Linked DNA regions of Mus musculus: regions 1, 2 and 3 are each linked to region 4. A link is a contact called in public Hi-C and promoter capture Hi-C data. All regions are on one chromosome and are shown on one strand. The core of a region is the stretch at or near the end of the contact, and the rest is flanking DNA. Distances in the headings are between cores, read along the strand shown. Region 1 holds the start of Zswim1 (zinc finger SWIM-type containing 1). Region 2 holds the start of Snx21 (sorting nexin family member 21). Region 3 holds the start of Zfp335os (zinc finger protein 335, opposite strand). Region 4 holds the start of Stau1 (staufen double-stranded RNA binding protein 1).

Region 1 (3,064 bases), core at 261-2,760, 2.2 Mb after region 4:
AGAACTAGGGAATTGGGTGTGGCACCAACACCTGTAATCCCAGCACCTGGGAGGTGGAGGCAGCAGGGTCAGTTCAAGGTCATTCTAGACAATAGGAGATCATAATAGCTCACTGGCAGTATAGAGGATTGAAAACACATGGCCAATCCTAGCACTTGGGAGGCAGAAGCAGGCTGATCTCTGTGAGTTCTAGGCGAGCCAGGGCTGTTACACAGAGTACCCCTCTGTCTCAAAAAACAAAACAAAAAAACCCATATGGCATGTGGACCTTCTTTTTCTACAGAAGGATTCTGCTGTGTAGCTCTGACTTGTCCACAGCAATCCTCTCACCTCAGCTTCCAAGTGCTGCAAATAAGGCATGTGTCAACATTTAATTCTTTTTTAAAAATCATTCTAAATATTTGCATGGCCTTTCTGTTCACAAATTCTTATAATTCTTACCAACTTTTTCTTTGGTCCTGGTATATACCAGGAAAAAAAAACTGCTCAAAATTTGCTGTGAAATATTGAGCAAGCCAATTGCCTTCTCTGAAACTTGATTCCTTTCACTTTATTTATTTTTTTCTTTTGGCTTTTTTCGAGACGGTTTCTCTGTATAGCCCTGGCTGTCCAGGAACTCACTCTGTGGACCTCGAACTCTAAAATCTGCCTGCCTCTGCCTCCCAAGTGCTGGGATTAGAGGCATGCGCCACCACTGGCCGGCAATTCCTTTCACTTTAAGGGGGCTAGCATGTGTGTAACCTCTCCTGCGCCTACACATATCCTGATTGGATGTAATGCTTTATGCAAATGTTTCCCATTTGGCTCCATTCACTGTCCCCATTTCGCCGATGAAAGACTCAGGTTCAAAGACACATGAAAGACTGAGGTAGAAAGCATAGGCTATCTGTCCATCATTACAACAGCTGGAAGCCGAGCTTTGGCTCCAGATCCTGATGGCATCCTATAGAGTCCCAAATTATGGATCAGGAAGGGAAGGCGGCCTCTGACCTCACCTGAACACCGGTGGGGGACGCGGAAGGCTGAGGTTCGTGTTCAAGCCCAGCGGAGCCGAAATCCACCTTCCACTGGTGGAAGCTGAATGCACTAGTCGCTGAGACCCGGCTTCACGCCTCCACGGCCGAGACCATTCGCGCACCGGCAGACGCGGCAGCCATTCCTCCCACTGGGCCCGCCTCCGACTGACTGACGTCCAGCCTCGCCAATCACCACGCCAGCTTCACAATGACTCAGACCAAAGGAGCTCGCTGTGGAACTTGGGAGTTACGGACCAATCCTGGACTGGCAGCTCCTGGACGGGGCTGTTGCCAGGGTTACAGAGGCTCGGCCAGAAATCACCAATGAGAGCTTGTGGAAGGATGTTCAAGCCCGGAACAGGCCGCCCGAGGGCGAAGCCTCCCTTCGGTCTAGGGGGCTGGAAAGGCGGCACCTTTTAAAGGCCAAAATAAAAATAAAAAAGAGCAGTGTTTTATACGGACAACATTTAGTTTGTCGGCTATCGAGCTGTCAAGCTCCGTAGATACAGAATGGTGGAAAAAGGTGCAAATGTAATCCTGCATTCTTTGCCTTGTGGAGAAACTGAGGCTTGTAATTCCGGTTATTCAGGGTCTGAGATAGGATCAAGAATTTGAAGCTAACTCAGGCAACCTAGTAGGACCAAGTCTTAAACAGCTGGGTGTGGTGTCACACGTATTTAATCCTAGCACTGGGGAAGCAGAAGCCAGCCTGGTCTACATCAAGTTCCAGGCTAGGCTTCTCTCGAAAATAAAATTAAAAAGTTTAAATTAGGAATTTGCCCACAGCGTCCCAGCAAGTGGCTTGCAGTAAAATCTAGGATTTAGGTCGGTCTTTCCTCCTGGTCCCTGACAGGACAGAATGAACAAGACAAGCTACCATCTGTGTTGTAGGATAGGTTGGTAGGAAGAGGGCAGAGTATGGGGGTGCATTACTAACCCTCTGAATGTCAAGTACCCCATTAGACAACATTCATGGTTCCTTTAAAATGACAACGTTTTGAGGCCGCTAGTCTGGGCTACATGAGGCCCCGTCTCAAAAAACACAAACGTGAAACAAAACAAAAACCGACTTTATTAGTGTGAATAAAAATACGTAACAGGTATTTTCTAAAGAGCAGCAACAGTTGACAATCAAGGGCTACCCTCCTCCCCCTCTGTCTCTGGACACAAAGCTCCTTTCCGGGCCCATTGTGTTTATCCTAACCTGGGCAAGGGTTCGTCTGTGTAGGCTGGGAAGAAAGGAGCATGCCCTTTCATATGGAATAACTTTGGCTTTGAACAATGAACAAGGTGTCTACAGAACGCCAAAGGTAGGGCTGAAATGAGGCAGGGTCAAAGGATTGTCACAGTGGAGTCCCTCTCCCCCGAGTTTTAAGATCTTCTTAGCCCTTACCTAGGAAGACACTGATAAAAATACTGACCTACAGTCTGACCCACCACTTTGAACTGTCCCAAGGTGGTTCTGAGATGGGTTCACTAGTACAAACACTTCAATCATGAACCATGGCTTCAGCAAGAGGGGGGCTGTCTGCTTCCTCTAGCTTTCCCCAGAGGAAAGGGAGGCAGCCCACGTCTCTGAAGTCAACTGGCTGCTGACTGGACTCAGGCAGCTGATAGGGGTCTGCCCAGATGTCCACAATCTTGCGCAGGGTGGAGCAGCGCTCCTCCAGCTCTGGCCCCTCGGTCTGCATCAGCAGGTTTGCCAGCTCCCTGCTTAGGTCCCGAATCATGTGGTTCTGACCTTGCTTTTCAGGCTGATCTGTGTTTGGGATGATTCCACGGTCTTGCAGCTCCCCATTGGGGTCAAGGAGGTGCTGGTATTTCTTCTGCCACCGGCAGCACACCATGGCTTCCCCTACTGGCTGCTGGCTGGTATGCAACAGAGCCAAAATGTGGCGGCATGGCAGATGGTAGCACTGTTGAAAGGAGCAGCTGCAGCTACAGCCATCTTTGCTCACCTGGTGTGAGTTCTCTAGCAGCTGAACAGCCACTGAGGAGCCGGCCTCGTCTACCAGGTGGGTGGAATTCTGTACCACCTCCCACTCATT
Region 2 (3,262 bases), core at 71-2,570, 2.2 Mb after region 4:
ATTATAATCCCATGTATTGCCTATTGCTCAAAAGAGGAAACTGGGGGCCACTGAGGCCACAGAACCCACCCAAGGGGAAGCCACTGGTAAACACAGGGGATGTGAATCAAGACTGGTCTGGATCCAAAGCCCATTTCCTTAATCCTGACCCATGCCACTGGGTCTCAATACTGTGTCCTGCTGCGGTTGACAGAAACCCACAGGGTACAGAAAGAAACACACATCAGTTCTCGTAACCTCAAGACTAGGACAGGAGGCAACTCCTAAGGCCACATTCTCAGTTTTAGAGAAACTAAGTCATTTGCCTGAGGACGTGTTCAGTTGACACCCATCTTCTCATCTGGTCTCAGTTCCCCCAGGTGTAAAATAAGGACATCCTTTTATAACTGCATGGCCACGACCCCCGCCCCAAAATCTGTGCTATTTCCTTTCTCTCAGCTAGACATCTAGACTCGCTGCTCAAGGGTTCCTGGAACCTCACTCACCACGTACTTGGAGGGAGGGTCTTTGACAACATTGGCGCTGGTCACCTCAAAGAGCAGCCTCTGTGGAACTAGGGTGTTCCGAGACTTTTTCCAGAAATCCTGCAGCTGGCGGGCCAGGAGTTGACTGCTCCGTTGTCCATCAGGTGGGGGACTTCGTTCTGCACAAGCACATGACCCGTCATTATGGGGGTGGCTAGCTCCAGAGTTAACGTAAACAAAATGCCATGACCTCATTCACAGAAGCGAGATGTGCTTCACCCCAGCGCCTGGCTTACAGTGGATGCTAAACCTCCACCCGAAGCAGCTAGCACACACGTTTGTTTCCCTGGTCCTGTGCATTTAATATCTACAAAAAACCCGAGATGGTGTGATTCCCATAGTGTTGTGAGTCAAGGTCACACAGCCAAACCGTGTCTGGAAGAGCTTATAGTGTCAATAGTTTCAGAGAGAAAACTCAGGATGCCCTCGGACCGCGTCCAGCGGGGAGGCCTAACCGAGCCCCGGGGTTCCTGTCTGTCCTCCCGCACTCGCCTGCGTCTTCTCCCGATGCCCCGTCTCCTGAGGGCGGCGAGTCGAGGCCCGCCTCGTCGTCCTCGTCTTCGTCGTCAGGGTCATCCTCCGCACTAGTGAAGCTGAGGGTGCCACTGAGGCGGGAGGACAGGCCCTCGGCGTCATCGTCCTCCAGCTCTGAGCTCTCAGGGAACTGCTCGGCCTCTGGGCCCGCCGCCGCCTCCCCGGGGCCATCGCTGGCCAGGGCGTGTCGCAGCCGGTGTAGGAGCCGCGAGGCCATGGCACCCAGGGGGGAGCGCGCCACGCTGGGTCCAGGGCTGAAGAGGGAGGGGACCCCCGCCCGGAGAGGGACCCGGGGGCGTGTCAGGGGCGTGGCACAAGAGGCCACGCCCACGGGCCGCGGCCGCTGGGGACGTGCGGGAGGCCGGCCTCTGCCCTGTTCCTCCCGCAGGCCGGGACGCGCCTCCACCCACCGCGTCCCAAGTGCGTTCGGGGCGGGCTCCCGGGATTTGGTGCAGCAGCCTGGCGGATTTAAGAGGCTCTCCGCCCAGGCAGCTCACGGCGCCGCCTCGCTGCTTCCTGCCGCCGCTCCGCCTCCGCCCCGCCAGCTCCCTCTCCCGGAGCTGTTAGAATCCCAAGCCGCTGCCTGCGGGAGGGACGCGGAGGGCAGCCGGGCGGGCCAAGGCTTCCCCCGAAACCCAGCCGGATCGTGGTGGCCGCGCCCCCTCTTGGACTCGCCCACCCCTCCTGGTCTCCTGAGGCCGCCCCAAGCTTTACCCCTAATCTCCATACAGTGCCATGTAACTTTACAGTGTAATTTCGCGGCATTTGGGAGCTCGGCTCTCCCTTGAGTGAAGCTTGAAATCCGGTTTCGTCCAGCCTAGGTTTTCTCATATGAAACAAGAATACTAATACTCATACTAAATTTTCACTCATACTAAATTTTCAGCTCTTGTAAAAACCCCAGTCCGGTGCCTGTGTGAGAAACCTAGCCCTTCCCAGTTTCGTTTGAACTTAACCTGGGGGAAGTAGTCAAAGAGGAAAACATCCAGAGAGGCTGTTACTTGTTCAAGGTTGCCCAGTTTGTCAGAGATCTCTAGCGTGGGAGCTCTTGAACTGATTTATTTTCCCACGCGTGCGGGGTTGCTTGGGTAATCTCTATAACTCTCTTGGAGAACTGCAGTTTATCTTTTACTGCAGGGTAGCAGTAGTCAGGAAAATGATTGCTGATCCCTGTCCCAAGGCTTACATGTCAGACCTAGCAGGCAGATTTGGCTAGTTAGACAATAAAACAAGTTATCTCAAAGGCCAGGTGTGGTGCTCCTGTGGCTCATGCCATTAATCCTAGCCCTGGCTCTCGGGAGGCAAAGGTAGGAGGATCATTGTGAGTTCAAGAACAGCCTGGTTTACTGTTGAGGTCCAGAACTAAATAGAGACCCTGCCTCAAAATTATCTCAGACAGTATCAAAATTAAGTATCTCCTATCCCCTTTTAGGGCGTGGGAGAGGGATGGAGGATATGAACGGAAAGACCTTCCTGGCCTTTACTGAACAGAAGGGTCTCAGATTTTAGCACTCATGGCGTCTTGTAAGTATTTCATACACTGTCACATGTCAGTCTCAGAGGATGAAGTTACAGTAATGATTATTTTTCTAAACGATTTATTTATTTCATATATGTGGTTATACTGTCGCTGTCTTCAGACACAGCAGAAAATGGCATTGGATGACCATTACAGATGGTTGCTGGGAATTGAACTTAGGACCTATGGAAGAGCAGTCAGTGCTCTTAGCCACTGAGCCATCTCTCCAGCCCCTCCCCCCCCCCTTGATGGTTCTTTTTTAATATGAGGAAACTAAGGCTGAGACTGGAAAGATGGTTTAGTGGTTAAGGGTGTGTATTTAGAAGAACTCTGGTAGAAGACCAGAGCTTGGTTTTCAGTACCCAAACTGGCAGTTATAGGCGCCCTCTTCTGGCCTCCAAAAGTTCCTGCACACATGTACACAAAACCCAAACACAAATACACATAATTAAAAACAGAATAAGTCTTAGAAAAAAGCCAGGTGTGGTGGTGCACACTTTTAATCCCAGCATTCGGGAGGCAGACAGGTGGATTTCTATGAATTCAAGAGCAGCCCGGTCTGCAGAGTGAGTTCTAGGTCAACCACGGTCACATAGTGAAACCCAGAGAGAAAAGGAGAAACGCTCCCATGTGGCGGAAAGTAGGGGAGCTGGGGCTTCTTAAGCTCACTGGTTATTTGAAGTTC
Region 3 (3,123 bases), core at 288-2,787, 2.1 Mb after region 4:
CGCCCCGCTTTTTTTTTTTTTTTTTTTTTTTTTAGTACACGGTTTTTGTGTCCTGAAACTAACTCTGTAGACCAGGCTGGCTTTGAACTCACAGAGATCCACCCGTTTCTGCCTTTCCATTTCTGGGTTTAAAGGTGTGTGCCACCACTCCCTGGCTCTTTCCATTTCCTTTTCTTTCTCTCTTTTTTTTTTCTTTTCTTCTTCTCTTCTCTTTTCTGTTTTGAGATATGGTCTCGCTATGTAGACCTGGCTGTTCCGGAACTATGTAGAGCAGACTGGCCTCAAACTCACAGAAATCCGCCTGCCTCTGCCTCCCAAGTGTTAGGACTCAAAGGCGTGCAGCACCAGGGCCCGGCTTTAAGCATGTATTTATTGTTATGTCTGTAAGTGCACACATGACACTAAGAGCGCGTGGAGGTGGGTGGACAGCCTGGAAGAGACGGTTCTCTCCTTTTACCATGTGGTTTCTGGGAAAAACTTACTACATAGCTCCAGCTGGTCTATGTAAGTCAAGTGAGGTTAGCCTGCCTCTCCGGAGTGCTAGATTAAAAGCATGAGCCACCACCACACTGGGCCCAAGGACTGTAGACTTCTAAAAATACCTAACACTGCCTGCGTGCGTGCATGCGCGTCTATGAGCGCGTGTGTATGCTAGGAATAGGACGCAGGGCCTCGTGTTTGCCACTGAGCTAATTCCCCAACTTCTAAACACACCTACACTGATCAGAGGACAGCTGGGTGTCTGGCCCTCCAGTCCTAGTAAGAAATACAGCTGCGAAGTGCACCGTGGCCTAAGCATTAACTCTTCTTCAAACATCCCTGACCTCTGCCATTACCCGATCCCCCAAGTCGCCTTAGTTGTGATTCCTGACCAGCCTTTCCTGTCCTCAAACCTCGGTTTTGCCATCTGTACTACGGCACAGCAAGCCCAACCCGGGAGAACCCGATCTGGCTCGAGTGGAGCTTTAAGCTACAGGTGAAAAACCAGGAAAATGACTGACGTTCCCTCCCCTCTGGACACCTCTAAACCATCCCAGGTCGCGACGGTTCTCTAAGCGACCCCTGGAGGTGTGGCTAGACGCTGGGGGCCACACCCACGAGAGCCGGGCGCCTCCGCCGCGCCTTGTCCGGCGAGTCCGGGCTGGGACCTGCGTGACGTCATGCCACTTCCCGTGTAGCCCTCCGCCACACGAAAAAGTAGTCCCCGTACCCAGCTGACCTCAGCCCTAACACCGGGCAGCATGTGACTTCTAGAGTCCTCCTGGACCCGACGACGGCTCTGAGTCCTCCGAGAGGCCTTCTGAAACCCCGCAGATCTCTCTCTCCCGGGGGGACGGCGGCGGAAGTAGTTCCGGTTCGAGGGCGGCCGATGGGTTCCTCCGCGACGGGGGTGAGAGGATGGCGACCTCGTCGATGCCGGAGTCGGAGAGCGACACAGCAGCCAGAGGCTCAGGTTAGCGGCAGCCGGAGGCGGGCTGCCCCTCCGCACACTGCCGTGCACCGGGGCCCTGCCGCGAGGCTGCCGGGTGGCGGACTCCCGGGCCGGCGGGGCTGTCCGAACAGGGCCCCGGGGTCCCAGGCCCTTTAGCCGCTCTCGCATTTGCCTGAGCGGAAACCCAGCGCCGCCACAAGATGGCGCCGGGCCTGGAGCTCAGGCAGCGCCGGGGACAGCCCCGAGACACCAGGCCCCGCGACCGTCGCTGTCAGCCCCCTCCGCAGGGGAGTCCGGGGAGGGGGAGTGAACCACTGACCCCGGGGGCCTGCGGGCTGTACCACCGGCTCCTCATCCGAGGGGACACGGGGGCCGGAGCGCCGGGCCGCTGTGTCCGCCCAGGGTCGATTCATGCCTCTGGGAGGAGCAAGGAGCCGTGATCACCCACCGGGACCACCCTTCTTCCCAAAGGGTCCTAGCCTGAGAGGCCAGGCGTCCCTATTCTTTTCTGGAAGGTTCCCTTTCCAGGAAACCCCGTCCCATCTAGTCCGATGCTCAGTCTTTGCATCTGCAGAATGGGCACACCGGTGCATCTGGGTGGGTTCTGCTTGGCCGGGCCCGAAAGGTGGACCACTTGTTGCAACCATGGTCGTATCGCCCAGCAGAGTGAAAGCCTCAAACCCCGCGCTTCGCTGTCAGTCGGTCCCCAGAACCAATGGAGGAGAACGAGGTGGAGAGCAGTAGCGACGCGGCCCCTCGGCCCGGCCAGCCTGAGGAGCCTTCTGAGAGCGGCCTGGGTGTGTGCACCTCGGAAGCTGTGTCCGCGGACAGCAGCGACGCTGCGACCGTCCCAGGATTAACGGAGGCTGACGACTCTGGCGTCGGGCAGAGCTCGGACGGTGGCAACCACTCTGTGGTATGGATCAGTGTGGATGGTGTGGGCAGGGGGACCGTCAGCAAAGCCTACTTGTAGAAAATAACTGTTTTTGAGGCAGACGCCAAGCCATGCCATGCCAAACTGCTGTGGTCGGTTTTGACAAGTCCCATGGCTAAGAGACATACTTAAACCACTTGTTTCCAGAATCTTCAGAAAGGGAAACTGAGGCAGAGCGTGCTTGCTATCGACAGAGCCAGAATTATCCATGGTCTTACCCAGAGCCCTCAGGCTCCATGAGCCCGGTTCAAATGTTGATCCATCTCAGTTATCTTAGTCTTCCCATCTGTCAAATGGAACGGGAGGGCCGGGTTCTATGGGTGCTAGGCTGTAAGGGGAAACTGAGCCATGTTTTCCTGACCCATTACTTTGTGATTTGAGCAGGTTACCCAGGTTCTAGCCCTCATCTTCTCTGTTAAGTGAAAATTAGAAACATAGTCATCTCTGGTAGCTTCATAAGTAATTTTGCGAGATGGGGATTGTATCTGGACTCCACTTGATGGAGATATGAAGTAGTGGCCCTGGGTGTGCAGTTTAGGGTTTCATTATGTCAGCAGAAGTGGGCCTACCCTGGGGGTCTAACTTATGCTATATTACAGGGTTACTGCTAGGGACAGGACAGGTGTGGTCCAGGTCCTTGCAGAGAACACAGATTGGTGTGGAAAATGTTGAGGTGCGGGGGTGGGCTGGGATTGTGCTGAGGAACTGGGTCCATAGAGGAAAGCTTCTCTTCTCAGAGAGTAGACCCAACCTGTTG
Region 4 (2,969 bases), core at 91-2,590:
GGAAGGAACGGCTGGTTCTGGAACTCAGTGTCACTGGGTTTTACAAAAAGCAAACTAAGAAGACTTAATTCAGATAAAGGCGCCCCCCAGTGTCTCTGCAAGTCAGAGGAGGGTCTTTTTAGCTACAGCAGACGTCATCATGAATTCATGCAAAGTCAGCCACAGTGCCTTGGCAAGGAGACTGGGCTGTTAGGCATGCTATTTTTATTTATTTATTTGTTTGTTTGTTTGTGTTTCCAGACACCACCAACTGGCTAGGTTTTTTTTTTTTTCCCCTTTTGGGGTAGGGATGGAACCCGGAGTCTTGGGTATCTAGCTATGATGTTTACCTAGGTGCATCAACCACAGGCACCACTTAAAATAAGCCCAGAGGGGGGCTACAGAGATGGCTCAGCGGTTAAGAGCACTGACTGCTCTTCTAAAGGTCCTGAGTTCAATTCCCAGCAACCACATGGTGGCTCACAACCATCCATAATGAGATCTGATGCCCTCTTCACAATGTACTTACAAATAATAATAAATAAATCTTAAAAAAAAAAAAAGCCCAGAGGATGCCAGCGACTCAGCTCCCACAACCTCCGGTAAGGACCCCATCTAATTCTAAAGACCTGTCTCCCCCGCTACATAAAAGGGTTGCTACATAAAAGGGTTGCTATAGGGCTGGAGAGATAGGTGGCTAACAGTTAAGAACACTTGAAGAGGATCTACCTCACAACTGCCTGAAACTCCTACACCAGGCAGGCAACGCCAGCACTGGACTCCGTGGATGCCTGAACTCAAAACACCAAGGCAAGAAAACCCAAGCTATAAGACTAGTGAAGATGGAGCTGAGCGGTAGAAGTTTGCTTCAATCCCCAGGACTACACTAAACAAGCCCACACCAGCCTCTTGTCCACAGAACCACACTCAGTTTAGAGCTGCGGGAAAGGAACCAGACAGCACTTGTGCTTGTCTGTTTTCGGCTCAGACTTCATTTACTCTGACTTCCCCAGTAAACTCCATAAGGGCAGGGACTTGTGCATTCTCACTGTATTCTCAGCTTTCGGTCTTGCACGCAGCAGCAGGTTAACAAAAGTTAGCGTAGGGAAAAAGGGGTGACTGTAGGAAGGGAACAGAAAGCCTAGAAAAGAAAGGAAGCGAGGCCTGTATTCCCTGCCGAGACCGAGCTCCTGGGAAACTACAACTCCCAACATGCCTCGGACCCAGCGCAGCCGTGCCCGGCCCTTGTGGGCCTTGCGTGCCTAGAGAGCGCATGCGGGACGCGGCGCCCGCTGGGACTTGTGGTTCCTGCCGCGGTGTGTAGGGGGTGGGGCCGGCATGGAGGCGGGCGGGGGCCGGGGGCGGGCGCGGCCCCTCCCCCGTCACTTCCTGCCAGGCTGCGGGCCCCGAGCCGCTCTTCAGCGTTTGCGCTGGCTGTCGTCGCGTCTGTGTGCGCTCCCCCTTCTTCTGAGCCCCGGCCTGGCGGCGCCCGCCTTCGCCTCCGCCACTCCGCCTCTTCCCTCCTCTGGTCGGTCCCTTTTTCCTCGCCGTCTTCACTTGCTTCTTCACCTCCTCGCCGCCGCCCAAGACCGCCGGCCCCGGGACGAGCTCTGGGGAAGCAGCCAGGTAAGGCGGCCGGTCCGGGCCGGGTCGGAGCGGGTCGCGGAAGGACCCACGCAGGCACGGCGTCAGCGGGAGGTGGGCGGCGGGTGGGCTAGGCCTTGCGGGCGCGCGAGCCGCGGCCCAGGCCCGTCTCCGCCTGCGGGGCCTTCCCGGAGGAGGCGGGCCCTCCGCGCCGCTCGTGGGCCCTGTGCCGGAGTTAACGCGGGGGGCGCGGGCGGGCAGGGGCAGCGTCGGTCCGGAGGCCCCCCGGGTTTCGGTGCTATGCACAGTGTCGCGGCCAGTGCCGAGCCGCGGGATGAGGTGCCAATTCCCGGCTCGGCCCCCTTCGTCAGTCACTTCGTATTCTTTGTGTCTCTGTTATGAGGGGGAGAAGGAGGGGGAATAGTATTAATCCTGTCCCAACCCGGTCCCTGCCTCTTCAGGCTGTGAAGTTGTGCAGTGAAATGGGGCGTGTAAAGTGCTTATCAGTGTGCCAGACCCACGTCGTGTCCCAATAAGCCGTTTGCATAATTTATTAAGATGATATGAAGGTATAATTTAGGGTGCAGACGGAACATAAGTTGACCTTCCTTTCCACTAGGGTTTTCTCCGAGGCAGAAGAATCCCGCGTGCCCACTGGCAGTGCCTGAGCATTGTGCTCGCTTGGCACCAGAGAGGGGCGGGCGCTTAATGGGGACACTGTAGCAGACAGGGTATGGATGTAAAGCCATCATCATGTCTGTGAAACCAGCTGTAGGGACTTCACCGGCTCCCCTAGGCTCCGCACCCTGTCCCATGTCTCCCTGCCACCATCCAGAACCTTATTGCCATTCCTTTTTATGAGAAAGTTGCTGGCATAAGCTTCTCTTGGGTTTAGCAGACCTTTTTGGAGCCTTCTTGTGTGTCAGGCTCTGGAGGTGGAGTATGCAAAGATTCGAAAACCGTGGTTTCCTGGTTCGCATCTGTAGCTCTTAACTTTCTTTAGCTGAGGCCCTCCCTAGTTATCAGTTTCTCTTAAGCTCTGGCCTCACCTCCCTACTTATGGGCGAAGCTTTTATTTTGTTCCGTTTTGCGTTTTGCCCATTGTATTGTATGCCTTTTTTAAGGTCACTGTTTTCAATTGCTTGTAGCTGTAATAATTCTGTTTGCTTGCTTGCTTGCTTGCTTGCTTGAGACGTGGTTTCTCGGCACAGTCCTGGCTCTCCTGGAAGAAGAAGCTTGTGCTGTAGACCAGGCTGAGTAGCGGTAATTCTTGAGAATTGGAAGTGTTGGAAGAGATTTAAACTGGGATTTTGATCTTTCAGGGATTTGTACTTACCAAATGTAAATTACATCACTACTTGTTGAAGCAAAAACTAAAAATACATTTGGGGAGTGTGGAGGAAGAA

What was found. Promoter capture Hi-C pulls out the DNA fragments that hold promoters and counts their contacts. Hi-C and Micro-C count contacts between places; a contact is called where the count stands out from the background.
Region 1: a promoter capture Hi-C map of pre-B cells shows a contact between it and region 4, with 2.1 times the contacts expected there. The contact joins the promoter of Zswim1 here to the promoter of Stau1 in region 4. A contact is called at or near these places in 2 of 39 promoter capture datasets (liver and pre-B cells), 1 of 115 datasets of contacts at active chromatin or transcription factors (large pre-B cells) and 1 of 9 other capture datasets (adipose tissue).
Region 2: a promoter capture Hi-C map of liver shows a contact between it and region 4, with 5 times the contacts expected there. The contact joins the promoter of Snx21 here to the promoter of Stau1 in region 4. A contact is called at or near these places in 5 of 39 promoter capture datasets (the 3T3-L1 cell line, 3T3-L1-derived adipocytes, hippocampal neurons and 2 more).
Region 3: a Hi-C map of B cells shows a contact between it and region 4, with 7 read pairs. The contact joins the promoter of Zfp335os here to the promoter of Stau1 in region 4. A contact is called at or near these places in 4 of 39 promoter capture datasets (the 3T3-L1 cell line, frontonasal cranial neural crest, hippocampal neurons and 1 more), 1 of 484 Hi-C or Micro-C datasets (B cells) and 1 of 9 other capture datasets (adipose tissue).

What each region holds. Positions count from the first base shown.
Region 1 is chr2:164,821,132-164,824,195 of GRCm38.p6, reverse strand. Zswim1 (zinc finger SWIM-type containing 1) reads right to left here and starts at 1,510. Exons shown (of 2, transcript NM_028028.2): 1 at 996-1,510. Zswim3 (zinc finger SWIM-type containing 3) reads right to left here. Exons shown (of 2, transcript NM_178375.2): 2 at 2,069-3,064. The coding sequence ends at 2,507.
Region 2 is chr2:164,784,079-164,787,340 of GRCm38.p6, reverse strand. Snx21 (sorting nexin family member 21) reads right to left here and starts at 1,320. Exons shown (of 3, transcript NM_133924.3): 1 at 1,017-1,320; 2 at 486-643. The coding sequence starts at 1,275.
Region 3 is chr2:164,909,847-164,912,969 of GRCm38.p6, reverse strand. It overlaps Zfp335os (zinc finger protein 335, opposite strand), which reads right to left and starts at 1,537. Exons shown (of 2, transcript NR_166490.1): 1 at 1,220-1,537. Zfp335 (zinc finger protein 335) reads left to right here and starts at 1,220. Exons shown (of 28, transcript NM_199027.2): 1 at 1,220-1,453; 2 at 2,098-2,348. The coding sequence starts at 2,148.
Region 4 is chr2:166,994,670-166,997,638 of GRCm38.p6, reverse strand. Stau1 (staufen double-stranded RNA binding protein 1) reads left to right here and starts at 1,340. Exons shown (of 12, transcript NM_001109906.2): 1 at 1,340-1,605.